2 separate regions of the Mus musculus genome follow, and region 1 is linked to region 2. Evidence: chromatin contacts called from public promoter capture Hi-C data. All regions are on one chromosome and are shown on one strand. The core of a region is the stretch at or near the end of the contact, and the rest is flanking DNA. Distances in the headings are between cores, read along the strand shown.

Region 1 (6,089 bases), core at 1,687-4,186, 300 kb after region 2:
TTCTATGAAGAGAGAAGGCAGCAAGCTAAGAACAGCATTTAATCCTCATGACCTAACAACTGGACCGTGATCCCTGAGACTGATTCATATGGGAGGCCCCTCACATTCATTGCGCCACACGAGTGCATCGTCCCAGCCTATAGAGAAGCCGTTTGGGAGTTCTTAGTGTATTTTGTTTAGGACGAAAGGCAGCCTTGGTAGCCCCAGGTCTATCCAGCCAGCAGGGAGTCTGGGCTAGTTCTGATGTGGGTCATTGTGCTTGGCTGAGCTGGGCAGCTAACCGACTGACTCACTCACAGTTCTTTTAGGCTGTGTACCCAGGCTTTCCTTGATCTCCCGGCTCTTCAGCCTCAGCTTCCTTTTTAGATCGCAAACTTGAGCTGCCGTGCCTGGCTCCCGAAGCTTCTACCATGGATTAGGTCAAGGGCACAAACTCTGGCTCTCCCATTTTCGGTTCTCAGAGCCTTCACAAGCATGAGAGAGGCTGCGGTCAATGACCGGGTGGTTAGAGACTTAGGCCGTGGGTGGCCCAGAGTAGGGCAAGAGGGACAAAGTGACCTGGAAGCAAAGGCAGGAAATGGCTGACAGACGTTTCCTGATGTGGTTGTCCTGCAGTGAAAGTGAGCCAGGCCCCAGGTGGAGGTGATAGGCCAGCGAAACTCCTCACCGCATTCGTTTCGGGAGCTGTGGAGGCGCCCCACCTGCTCTATCTGCACTCTGATCACACCGCATGAGAGAGAGGTTTCCAAATGACTTGGCCCCTCGGCTCCAGGAAGGAAGTGTTCCGGGCTGCAAATGGGGGCCTGTGCGTGTGGGTCAGGCATCTGCAAGTGAGCAACTGATGACACAGCACTGGGGGACAGGGCTGCTGACAGAGTGAGATGGGATCTGGAGAGAGCAGAAATGGAGGGGCCATCTGGCCTTCCCTCACAGAGGGTCACAACAGGAAATCCTGTCAACATCTCTTGACTAACAGTGACAGACGTGGTCAGCTCTGCGGCCTGGCCTATTAGGTCTTCTGTACGTAGTCTAGATTCATCACTTCTGTTTTCCAGGTAATAGGCATGTCTCTCGTGCTTTTCCAAATTTATGCCCTGCCATCCCTTCTAACAACCAGGACTGTAATAGCTTTCCCTCTACCCGTATCTGTAAGCCTTCCCACCTCTGACCTTTGCTTATAGGCTTTCCTTCTGGAATCTCCAGATCTCCATATGTCCAAAGCCTAAACAACCTTAAAGCCACCTCAGTGGGCCTGCCTTCCTCCACAGTCTCTAAAGTCAAGGAGGCGCCTGCCCCACCTTGACCTGGTTCTTTTCCAGCATTTTCTCATGCCCTACCTTATTTTCACGTTATGGAAGAATTACACACTCTTGCTAGGTTGTGAGAGGCTCTAGTGGCAAAGCTGTTTGTGACCCATTCTTCCCCTCTTGTCCCCAAAGTTTTACACACCATAGGTGCTCCAATCATCGTCTTTGATTGACCGAGTGGATGGATGGACTGATGGACAGAAAAGGGGGGGGGGTTCTGGTGTACAGGGCCCCTGCCTGTAAAGCTCATGTTGAGGCTCCCAGCAAGGTTGGGACTTGGAACTGAAGGTTTGTATGGAAGCTTTGCTGGTCAGTAACCCCATGACGCTTGGCAAGTGTCTGTGCCCTTCCTTGTGTGTACACAGTATAACTCCTACCTGGAAAGGAGGCTTGCGAGTGTGCACAGTGTCTAGTGGGTGCTGGGCAGCTGTGCCCATGGGTTTATCCAGGCAGGCCTCCCCCGGTGGGGGAGGGTAGGCACTGACTTTCCTGTGGAGATGGGTATGGAGTTGCCAAATGCTTCCTCCTCTATTGAAAACATTGTTTAGAAGTTTTCCATTCGCTTATTCATGGAGGGGAGAGCGTGAATGCCATGGTGGAGGTGGAGGTGGAGGTGGAGGTGGAGGTGGAGGTGGAGGTGGAGGTGGAGGTGGAGGTGGAGGTGGAGGTGGAGGTGGAGGTCAGAGGGAGCTTTGCAGGAGTCGGTTCTTTCTTTCTCCGGTACGGGTCCTCAGGCCGACAGGCTCCGTGGCGAGTGCCTTCACCCAATGAGCCATCTCCCTGCCTTGCTGCTTAACCACCCTCACAGTGCCAGGTTCATAGGCAGACTCAATATGCAGCAAAGTTTGTTGAAGGATGAACAAAAGCGTGGGAAATAAGCCTTTAACCTTCGATTCCTGCAGCAGTGGTTGTACATCCACAATAGGCTTGAGGCCCTCGGTTCTGTCTCTAACAATCATGGGGGGCTGGTTGTGGGGGGAAGAACACTTGCCTGAAATCCTACATTCCCTTAAGCAAGGGACCTAGGAGACTAACCAAGACAGGCAGAATTCTTCAGGCAGCAATGCAATCCCACAATCCTCCAGGGTCTTCAGCTGCCACAGAGCAGGTACCACTGAGACTAGAGCCAGAGAGGCATGGAAGCTAGCTCCACAGGAGGGCAACTCACAGGGCCTAGTTAGTTCACCATAAAACACTTAATGATTTAGACTTCCCAGACTTGGGATGGGGAAGAGAACAAGACAATGGACCGAACACCATGACCCAGCCCAGTGCCTAGAAAATGAACTTGCTGTCCTGGAGACAGGCTCTGGTCAACTGCAGGGGGGAAACTCAAATAATTGAGTTCTTGTCTGAGGAGGCTGAGTTGGGAAGATATCAAAGAGAAAGCCTCAGAAATGACCCCAGCAGCTAATGAGGGCCCCTCTGATCCATGATTACTGAACTGTGAGTGAGTGGTGGGTACTGTGTATTTGAGAGAAGAGGACACTGGGGGAGCCCAGCCTCACTCCGGGCTTTTCCCCAGTCACACTGGCCCTGGGAGGCAGCTGGAGGTCTCAGATGGCAGCTGCCTACAGCACTGCTGGGCACAGGGCAAAGGGCACAGGTGTTCTTCTTCTTACCAATTTACTCTCAGAACTGGCAAAGGGCACTGGAATGTGTCACTTTAGTCATAGCTTCTGAGGGCAGGGTACACACCAGGCCTCTCTGTGAGCTACACATTTGTGTTTAAGTAAAAGCAACTAGAACCCAGGGAGGGAAAGAATTTTTTTCAAATGGCTTTTTTTTTTTTTTTTTTTTTTTTTTTTTTTTTTTTGGTCTTTCGAGACAGGGTTTCTCTGTGTATCCCTGGCCGTCCTGGAACTCACTCTGTAGACCAGGCTGATCTGGAACTCAGAAATCCACCTGCCTCTGCCTCCCAAGTGCTGGAATTAAAGGTGTGTGCCACCACTGCCCAGCTCAAATGGCTTCTTTTAATTATTTCTGAAAAATATAATTCTACATCATGAGTACACATGATTTTTCTTTAAAGTTATTGAAATAAAAAATATTTAGATTTATTTTATTACTTTATGTGCATGAGTGTTTGCCTGCATGTGTGTGTGTGTGCACACCACATGTTGTGTAAGTATCCAGACAAGTCAGAAGGGAGCCTTGGATCCCCCAGGACAGGAGTTACATTACAGATGGTTGTGAGTCTCCGGTAGACACTGGGAACCAAATACTAGTTCCTCTGGAAGATCAGCCAGTGCTTTTAACCACTGAGCCAACTCATCACTTCCTAATTTGCTTTTTATGTGTGTGTGCCTGTGTGTCTATTTTTACGTGCATGTCTGTGTACTATATGTGTACAGGAGTCTGTGAAGATTAGAAGAGGGTGTTGGATCCCCTGGTCTGGAGTTACAGGTAGTTGTGAGCCTCGTGTGAGTGCTAGAAATTGAACCTGTGTCTTTAGTAAGAGCAGCCAACTGAGCTGCCTTTCCAGCCTGAGAATACATTGTTTTAAAATTTTATTCATTTATTATTTTAATCTTTAAATTCTGTTTATACTGTATGTATATGGGTTGTTTGCCTATGTCTATGCACACTACCTGCGTGCCTAGTTCTCTAAGAGGTGAGATGTAGGGGTCGGATCCCCTGGGATTGAAGCTTGTGAACTCCATGTAGGTGCTGGGACTTGAACCTGGCTTCTTTGGAAGAGCAACAACTGCCTTAGCAGTAGTTTTTATCTTTTTAATGAATTAATTTAAAAATATTTTGAGCCTGGTGCTGGTGGCACTTGCCTTTAATCCCAGCACTTGGGAGGCAGAGGCAGGCAGATCTCTGAGTTGAGGCTAGCCTGGTCTACAGAGTGAGTTCCCAGACAGCCAGGGCTACACAGAGAAACCCTGTCTCAAAAAACGTAACAAAAAATGTATGTGTAGACCTGTATGTCTGCTGGTGTTATGTGCATGTGAGTGCAGGTACATGGGCAAGAGGCATCGCAGCCTCTGTAGCTGGAGTTACACACGATTATACCATGTGACAAGCAGTACTGGGAGCTGAACTGGACCTCCAGAAGACCAAGCAGCAAGTGCTCTTAGCTGCCGATTCCCATCTCCAGCCCCCCACCTTTTTTCTTCTTTATACTACTTGTAAGTTACTAATCCTAAGTTACATGTAATTTTGGAACACTTTTCACTTAGGATGGTCTCATAAACACTGGAGGTTTTCCCCGTGAAATGCCAGTGCCTAATAGCATCCCCTTCTTCCTCTTGCTATTTCCAAGATGCTAAAGTAATTATTAGAATTAACATGTGCTGGCTATATCTAATCAGTATTGATTATGAAGAGCCTTTTGGTCTCGTTTTCAGGTCTAGGCTCTGAGGAGGAAGCTGTGAGCACGCCTGATCCCTGTCTCCAGAGTCCTGTGAAGTTGGGTTCTGATGGGGAAGGACAGACAGTGAGCAAATGTACTGGGCAGGGTACTGGATTTACTCCTACAATAGAAGGGTATTAGTATCTGTGGAGCAGGTAACACGGGGAGCATACCTTTAATTCCAGTACAGGGAAAGAAGAAGCAGGTTGCTCTCTGTGAGTTGGAGTCCAGCCTGGTCTATGTAGTGAGTTACAGGCTAGGCAGGGCTATACCGTAAGACTTCATCTCAGAAAAAAAGAATAGAAAGAAGTAACACAAGATGAAGTGTGGGAGGGGACAAGCTGGCCGTCAGGAAAGCCCTTGCATTTACAGGGATGCATGATGCTTGCTGTGGTTCAGGGTACTTTATCACAGTAGTAGACATACAACTGTGGTACTTGAGAAGGCAGAGCAGAGAACTTTGGAAGGGTGCAAGAACACTGACCTTGGGTACCTGGGAGGTACCTGGGAGGGTCGGACTGCCCTTGAGTGAGGTAGCGGTGAGATGGGGAGACCTTGGGAAGGGCAGGTTTAAAGAGGAACATGAGTCAGCATTTGTCCTGCGAGGCTCTAGATAGACTGAGTGGAGCAGACTGTCTAGAAGCTGGACGTGGGAACAGAGAGCTCCTTGACCATGAGCCCTGGCCAGCACATGTACAGGATTTCAAGTTGATGAAGTGATTCTAGGCTGAGAAGAGAGCAAGGCTTGTGTTCCAGGGCACACCAGGGGTCAGAGGTGATGGATAATGTAGATTCACCAAGTCCTCCTGACGACTCTGTGTCTTGTCATCACCACTTTACAAGTGACAACACTGAGGTATGATGGGATTTTTAGGAACCCTGGCAATGGCCACACAGCAGAGCTGGGATTTGAACTGATAGCCACTTCAAGTGTCATGAGCTTAGACCCCATACTACAGGGGTGTGCTCTTTCAAATGCACACTTTTTCCAGGTAGAGAAACTGGGTCTTAAGGAAAGCAATCTGTTAACACTGCTGGCAGGGCTGTGGTAGAAACCCTCTTCTTGCTTTTCCTTTTCTTCTCTTACCCCCCCCCCCCAACTTTGTTCTGGCAGTGTTTTGAGACAGGGTTTCTCTGTGTAGCTCTGGCTGTCTTGGAACTCACTCTGTAGACCAGGCTGACCTTGAACTCGGAGATCTGCCTGCCTCTGCTTCCTGAGTGCTGGGATTAAAGGTATGAGCCACTACTGGCCAGCTAAACTTTTTTTTTTTCATTATACTTATGTGTGTGTATGTGGGGTGAGGTCACATGTGTTATCTTGTGCATGTGAAAGTCATTGGTCAATTTGTGGAGCCCGTTCTACCTTAGGAGAGTAAACTTGGGTTGCTAGGCTAGGTGGCAAGTGCCTTTGACCCACATCTACT
Region 2 (5,405 bases), core at 2,747-5,246:
ACCCTTCAGGATACTTTGACACTGACTCCTGTGTCAATTTCCTGGGAGAAGCACAGCTGCCATCTCAAAGAACAAAAGACAGCAACCCAATCTCTGAAAGCCTGTCCCATCCCCCAGGCAGGGGTCAGCGGAGCCATCCATATCTGCAGAGAGCAGTCCCCATACCCTGACCTCTCCATACCTCTAACCTCCCGTCTGTCCATCAGAGAAGTGGCCAAGGGCCCAGCAGCTCTTTTCCCCAGAGGGAAACAAAGAGAGGAACTGAAAACCACCCTACGTTTTATATATATTTTTTAATAGCTCAAAATCCAGCCCAGAGAAGATGAGTACAGTTTTCTAATTCCAGAAATCTGAGAGCCACATACCTCTAGGCCTTTGCAAAGCTGTTTTTCCTGCCAAGAAAGACGCACATACACCACACACACACACACACACACACACACACACACACACACACACACACACACCACCTGATTCTACTAACCTTACCAGACCAATTCCTCCCATCCAGCAAACCTTTCAAGCTTAGAAGTCCCTTCTTGACCCTTCCAGGCATCAGCAATAGGCAGGCTCCACTTCCTGATGGTAGCCCCCTGGCCCTGGATTGCAGCAGCCTTTGCTGCCCTCCTATTTTCTTCTAGAAGACTGGACCCTGACAGGAAACGCCTCAGGCCAGGGCCAGGGCTTGGTGCCTCACACTTTGCTGAACCCACACCAATCTTGTAAAAGTTAAAAAGCAACACACATGGGCCACACTGAGCCAGACTTCCTCCCGTGTGAGTTAATGATAAGTCAGAGACACCTACAACCAGAAAAATATTTATTATTCATCGTCCTAAGCAACGGTTGTTTTCCTTTTTCTTTTCTCCCCCTCCTCCCTTTTCTCTTTTGGTGACAGGTCTCAATGTGATTCCCATGCTGACATTAAATATCTGGTTCAAAGCATCCTCCTCGAAGAGCCTCCCAAGTAGCTATGTCACCCTGCTTAGCTCACAGTTCCTGGAGGCCAGTGGATCTCAACCTGTGGTCCCCTAAGGGATCCTCAGGGGCCACCTAAGACCATTGGAGAACACAGATATTTACATTATAATTCATAACAATAGCAAAATTACAGCTATAAAGCAACAATAGAAATAATTTTTGGTTGGGGTTCTCAAGGAACTGTCGGAAAGCGTCACGGCATTAGGAAGGGGGAGAGCCGGTGGTGTAGGCCAAGGCCACTGTGTTTTTGATCAGGTCACATTTCTTTTAATATATAAATAACCAATGTCCTATTTGAATAAAAGTGAATGATTGTCCCTCTTATATATCTCCTCAATACTCTTGTCCAGATCAGGCTGTGGTGCACAGCTTTAATTCCAGCCCTGAAAAAACAGAGGTAGAGGCCCCAATCTAGGAGTTCCAGGTCAGTCAGAGCTACACGTAAGTCCCTTTCTCAAAAGACAAGCAAACAGAAGCCATCCTGGATAGATCTTATTCAAAGGAGGACAGGGAGCCAACAAGATGGCTTAGTCGGTAAAGGTATGTGCTGCCAGACTCAACGACCTGGGTTCAATCCCACAGATCCACATGGGAGAAGGATAGAACCAAGTCCCCATGGGCTGTCCTCTGACCACACACTAAATGTAATACAAGTTTTTAAGATTTAATTTTAACAATCTGAATGTGTGTGTGCACTTGAATGGGTCTTCTCCAAGAGCAGCGTGTACCCTTAACTACTGACCCATTTCTCCAGCTTCCCCAGCCCAAAAAAAAAAAAAAAAAAAATTAACAGAGACAGTGAGATCAGAAACGATCTTTCCTATCGTCGCTTCTAAACTGAAGTCAATAAAAAGAGAAGGGAAGGTTGGCCTTTTTCTCACAGTTTTTATTTGGTTTGTTTTCTAAAGAGGGGCTGAATTGCTGAGCACAACGCCAACCCCTTTCTGGGTTCCGTTGGGACCAGTTCATCACGTGACACATGGCACCTTTTTTTTTCTCCACTTCACCTTGACCTCAAACCACATCCTGATCCTGCACCTGAGAGTCAGTTGACTGAACTCATTTGTAAAATACACGATCTCCTAAAACATGAGGTCTAGGTTGTGTTCTGTCATCCCCAATGTGTCCTTCCAAGCACAAACGTGAGTGACAGAGATTCAGGGAAAGAAGTCCCTGAGAAGCTCCTGGGAAAGGACCGGAGATTCTAAAGGAAGAATAAATGAAAACGTGATGAAAAATGAGATTTCTCCATATCTGAGACCTGTGTACGGGGTCACCAGCCCTACGTTACAGGGGCTGTAAGCATCACAACGACAAGTAGGACTCTTTGCTCTATAAAGTGTCCAGAGCCGGGGCTGGAGACATGGCTCGGCAGTTAAAAGTGAGTCCTGCTCATGAAGAGGACTCGAATTTGGTTTCCAGCACCACACTGGTGGGCTGCTCACAACTACCCGTAACTCCGACTCCAAGGGACTCCAAAGCTCTCTTGTAGCCTCCCCCGCCCCCCGGCACTGTGCTCACAAACCCACACATAAAGAACATAATCAAAAATAAAAATTAAAACTCTCTCTTACAGTATCTAAAGTGCTACGGAGTTAAATAAAACAGGTATTGACCTTCCGCTTGCTCTGGAAGTGATTTCATAGTCCCACATCTTGTGTCTGTTTCGGCAGATTTGCTTCTAATAATATGCAACTGACCAACATTTTCAGGGACTAGAATGGACAGACATGCCTAAAAAGGATCTGTAGGTTCCATAATCCACAGGGAGGAAGGCTTGTTTAAATTCTATGTATGGTGACATTATGGTGCCCAGAGATGGCACAGGTCCAGACGGATCTCTCCCAGATGGAGGGAGGGCTTCCCGTCATGCTTTCTGCCAACAATCAAATTTTAATTATACATAAGATACTAAAAAACACCCCGTAAAGGGGATCTCCCCCAATATTGCCCAAGAAATTACCAACTGCAAACTTTAGGAGGTGCAGGCGGTCAAGCAAGTCCACTAGAGGGAGCCCTAAGCAACTTTATGCTGCAGGGAGCCTGGGGGCTGCTAAACCCCTGCCTGCAGATTAAACCTCATAAAGAAATAGTGGGAGAAGGCAAGATTGACTGGAGAGGGAAAAAGGAGTCCTGTAAACACTGCACTGACGTCTGGGGATTTCAGGAGCTACAAAACTTATACACCAAGAAATACAAGCTGAGCAAAATTAAGTAGCTGAACTCCAGACTCTTGTCTAATTTGTGTTCCTCTTTGTGGGTCAGCATCCTTTCAACTACCTGTGTCAGAACATGTTTCCCTCACACACCACAGTAGCCTTTTTGAGGCAAACCTTCAGGTTGTTGTTTAAAAAAAAACAAAAACAAAAACAAAAAACAAAAAACAAACAAAACATTTATTTATTTATTTTATGTATCTGGTGGTCTTCAGACACACCAGAAGAGGGCATCCGATACCATTACAGATGGATGTGAACCACCATGCTGTTGCTGGAAATTGAACTCGGGACCTCTGGGAGAGCAGCCAAGTGCTCTCAACCACTGAGCCATCTCTCCAGCCCCCAAACCTTCTGTTTTAAAGTAAATAATGTCACTGTGTTCACACGAAACCTCCAGATATAAAGTAGCTGTGATGGCCGCTATCCCTGCTTTCCCTATGTCTTGCAAAACACTGCTCTCCCAGACTGCAAGTTTGTAGATTCCTAGCCTGGAGAGTCTCCAGACCACAGGTAGTGCCTGTGTAGACATGAATAATAGCTATTCGGCTCCTAAGCCTCTTCTTTAGGGCTAGGATATGGAGGTAAAAAGAGAAGCTTTCCTTTGTATGAGCTGATTTAGCTCACCCACCTGCCTGAGTTTTCCAGTTGCCTGGACAACGTGCAGTATCCAGAAACCCAACATCCCAGTTCTTGGTCCCACCTCTTGAGGAAGTTTTACACCTTGGATTGGCTCCCAGGACCCAGGCTCCTCCCTAGACTCAATCTACTTGGGTCTCTCTTTACTGTCCCCATGACATGTCATTTCCCAGGGAGACACCACACAAGCAACAGAAAGTCTTGCAGGTAGGTAGGAAGGAGGAGAGTACACAAGTTGGGGAGAGAGAAGGGATGTCCAGAAGTTTCTCTAAGAAGCTGACTGCTGCACATAGGATTGTTCTCCCTCAGTGATCCCAGCCCTCCCTAAGGGTCCCAGAGACCAAGAAATGAAGCTTCTATAGAAGTGTAAGATGCACTGGGAGACTGGCACTCTGATGCTCCAGAAACCCCCAACCAACTCAGTGTAAGAGTCAGGAAAGCCTGTCTGTATGCTGACCTACATAGGTCTTCCCTTCGTCAGGACAGCGGGATGCCACCTAAAACCAAAGGAAGGGGGAGAAAAGCTGAGGCACGGAAGAAGAAAAAGAATTCAAGTCCTGGTGAGTCACCATGGGTGAAGGCCAGTGCCCCTGCATGTCCATGTCCACACCAAGGTCCTTAGAGGGAATCCAGCTCCCTGGGCAACAAGACAGAGGGCGTTTGTTTTGGTTTTGTCTTTTGTTCTTTTGACACAGGGTCACTAAGAAACCCAGGCAAGCCTCAAACGTATCCTCCTAGTCCTCCTAGTGCTGGGACAGCCTGGTGCTCACAATGCCTGGCATTAGTTAGGCATTGACACCACAGTTGGCTAAAGTGAGGCTCTCTTGCCCTCCTCTTCAGAGCCCTGAGTTCAGATTCGGCCAGGCTGGGGACCGGAGACTGCCTCTCTCCCCCTGGAGCCCCCTCTAGTCCTTTGCCTCTGTCATCTGTTTCACCCTTCTTTTGAGCACACACCAAGTACAAGGCAGTGAAGGCTTGGCTATGAATTTGTCAGATTTTGGCATTGGGTATCAGTGATCTTCCCCCATCCTGCAAAAAGTGCGGGAGGAAGACAGGGCAGGGGCGAGATCAGCGTAGCCTAAGACTCCGTGGTTTGCCACGACAGGTGTGGAGGCTGAGGCCAAGCACAGGCTGGTGCTGCTCGAGAAGGAGCTGCTTCAGGACCGCTTGGGTAAGGAGTGTGGAGCCTCAGGAGACAGCAGCAATGACAGGTCCTAGTCAGGGTTATCACTGCTGTGAAGAAACACCACAACCAAAGCAACGTGGGGAGGAGATGGTTTATCTGGCTTGCGCACCCAAAGCACTGTTTATTATTGAAAGAAGTCAGGAGAGGAGCTAGGAGCCTGGAGACAGGAGCTGATACGGAAGTCATGGAGGGGTGCTGCTAATTGGCTTGCTCTCCATGGCTTGCTCAGCCTGCTTTTTTATAGAACCCAGGACCACCAGCAAAGGGGTAGCACCACCCACAATGGGCTGGGCCCTCCCCATCATTCACTGATTAAGAAAATGCCCTATAGGCTTAACTATAGCCAGATCTTATAGAGGCATTTTCTTTCTTCCTTCCTTCCT

The links. Promoter capture Hi-C pulls out the DNA fragments that hold promoters and counts their contacts.
Region 1: a promoter capture Hi-C map of liver shows a contact between it and region 2, with 2.2 times the contacts expected there. The contact joins the enhancer-like site here to the promoter of Ccdc153 in region 2. A contact is called at or near these places in 4 of 39 promoter capture datasets (hematopoietic stem and progenitor cells, liver, neutrophils and 1 more), 1 of 115 datasets of contacts at active chromatin or transcription factors (pancreatic cancer cells) and 1 of 9 other capture datasets (liver).

What each region holds. Positions count from the first base shown.
Region 1 is chr9:44,537,310-44,543,398 of GRCm38.p6, forward strand. No RefSeq gene overlaps it. Among named protein-coding and RNA genes, the nearest start is that of Cxcr5, 14 kb to the left of the region's middle. Within about 2 kb of position 2,937, at least 17 of the 459 cell types and tissues checked have an H3K27ac peak or open chromatin away from gene starts, as enhancers often do. A contact at or near this core is called in liver, where this site is marked.
Region 2 is chr9:44,236,681-44,242,085 of GRCm38.p6, forward strand. It overlaps Ccdc153 (coiled-coil domain containing 153), which reads left to right and starts at 3,997. Exons shown (of 7, transcript NM_001081369.2): 1 at 3,997-4,043; 2 at 4,318-4,396; 3 at 4,942-5,007. The coding sequence starts at 4,327.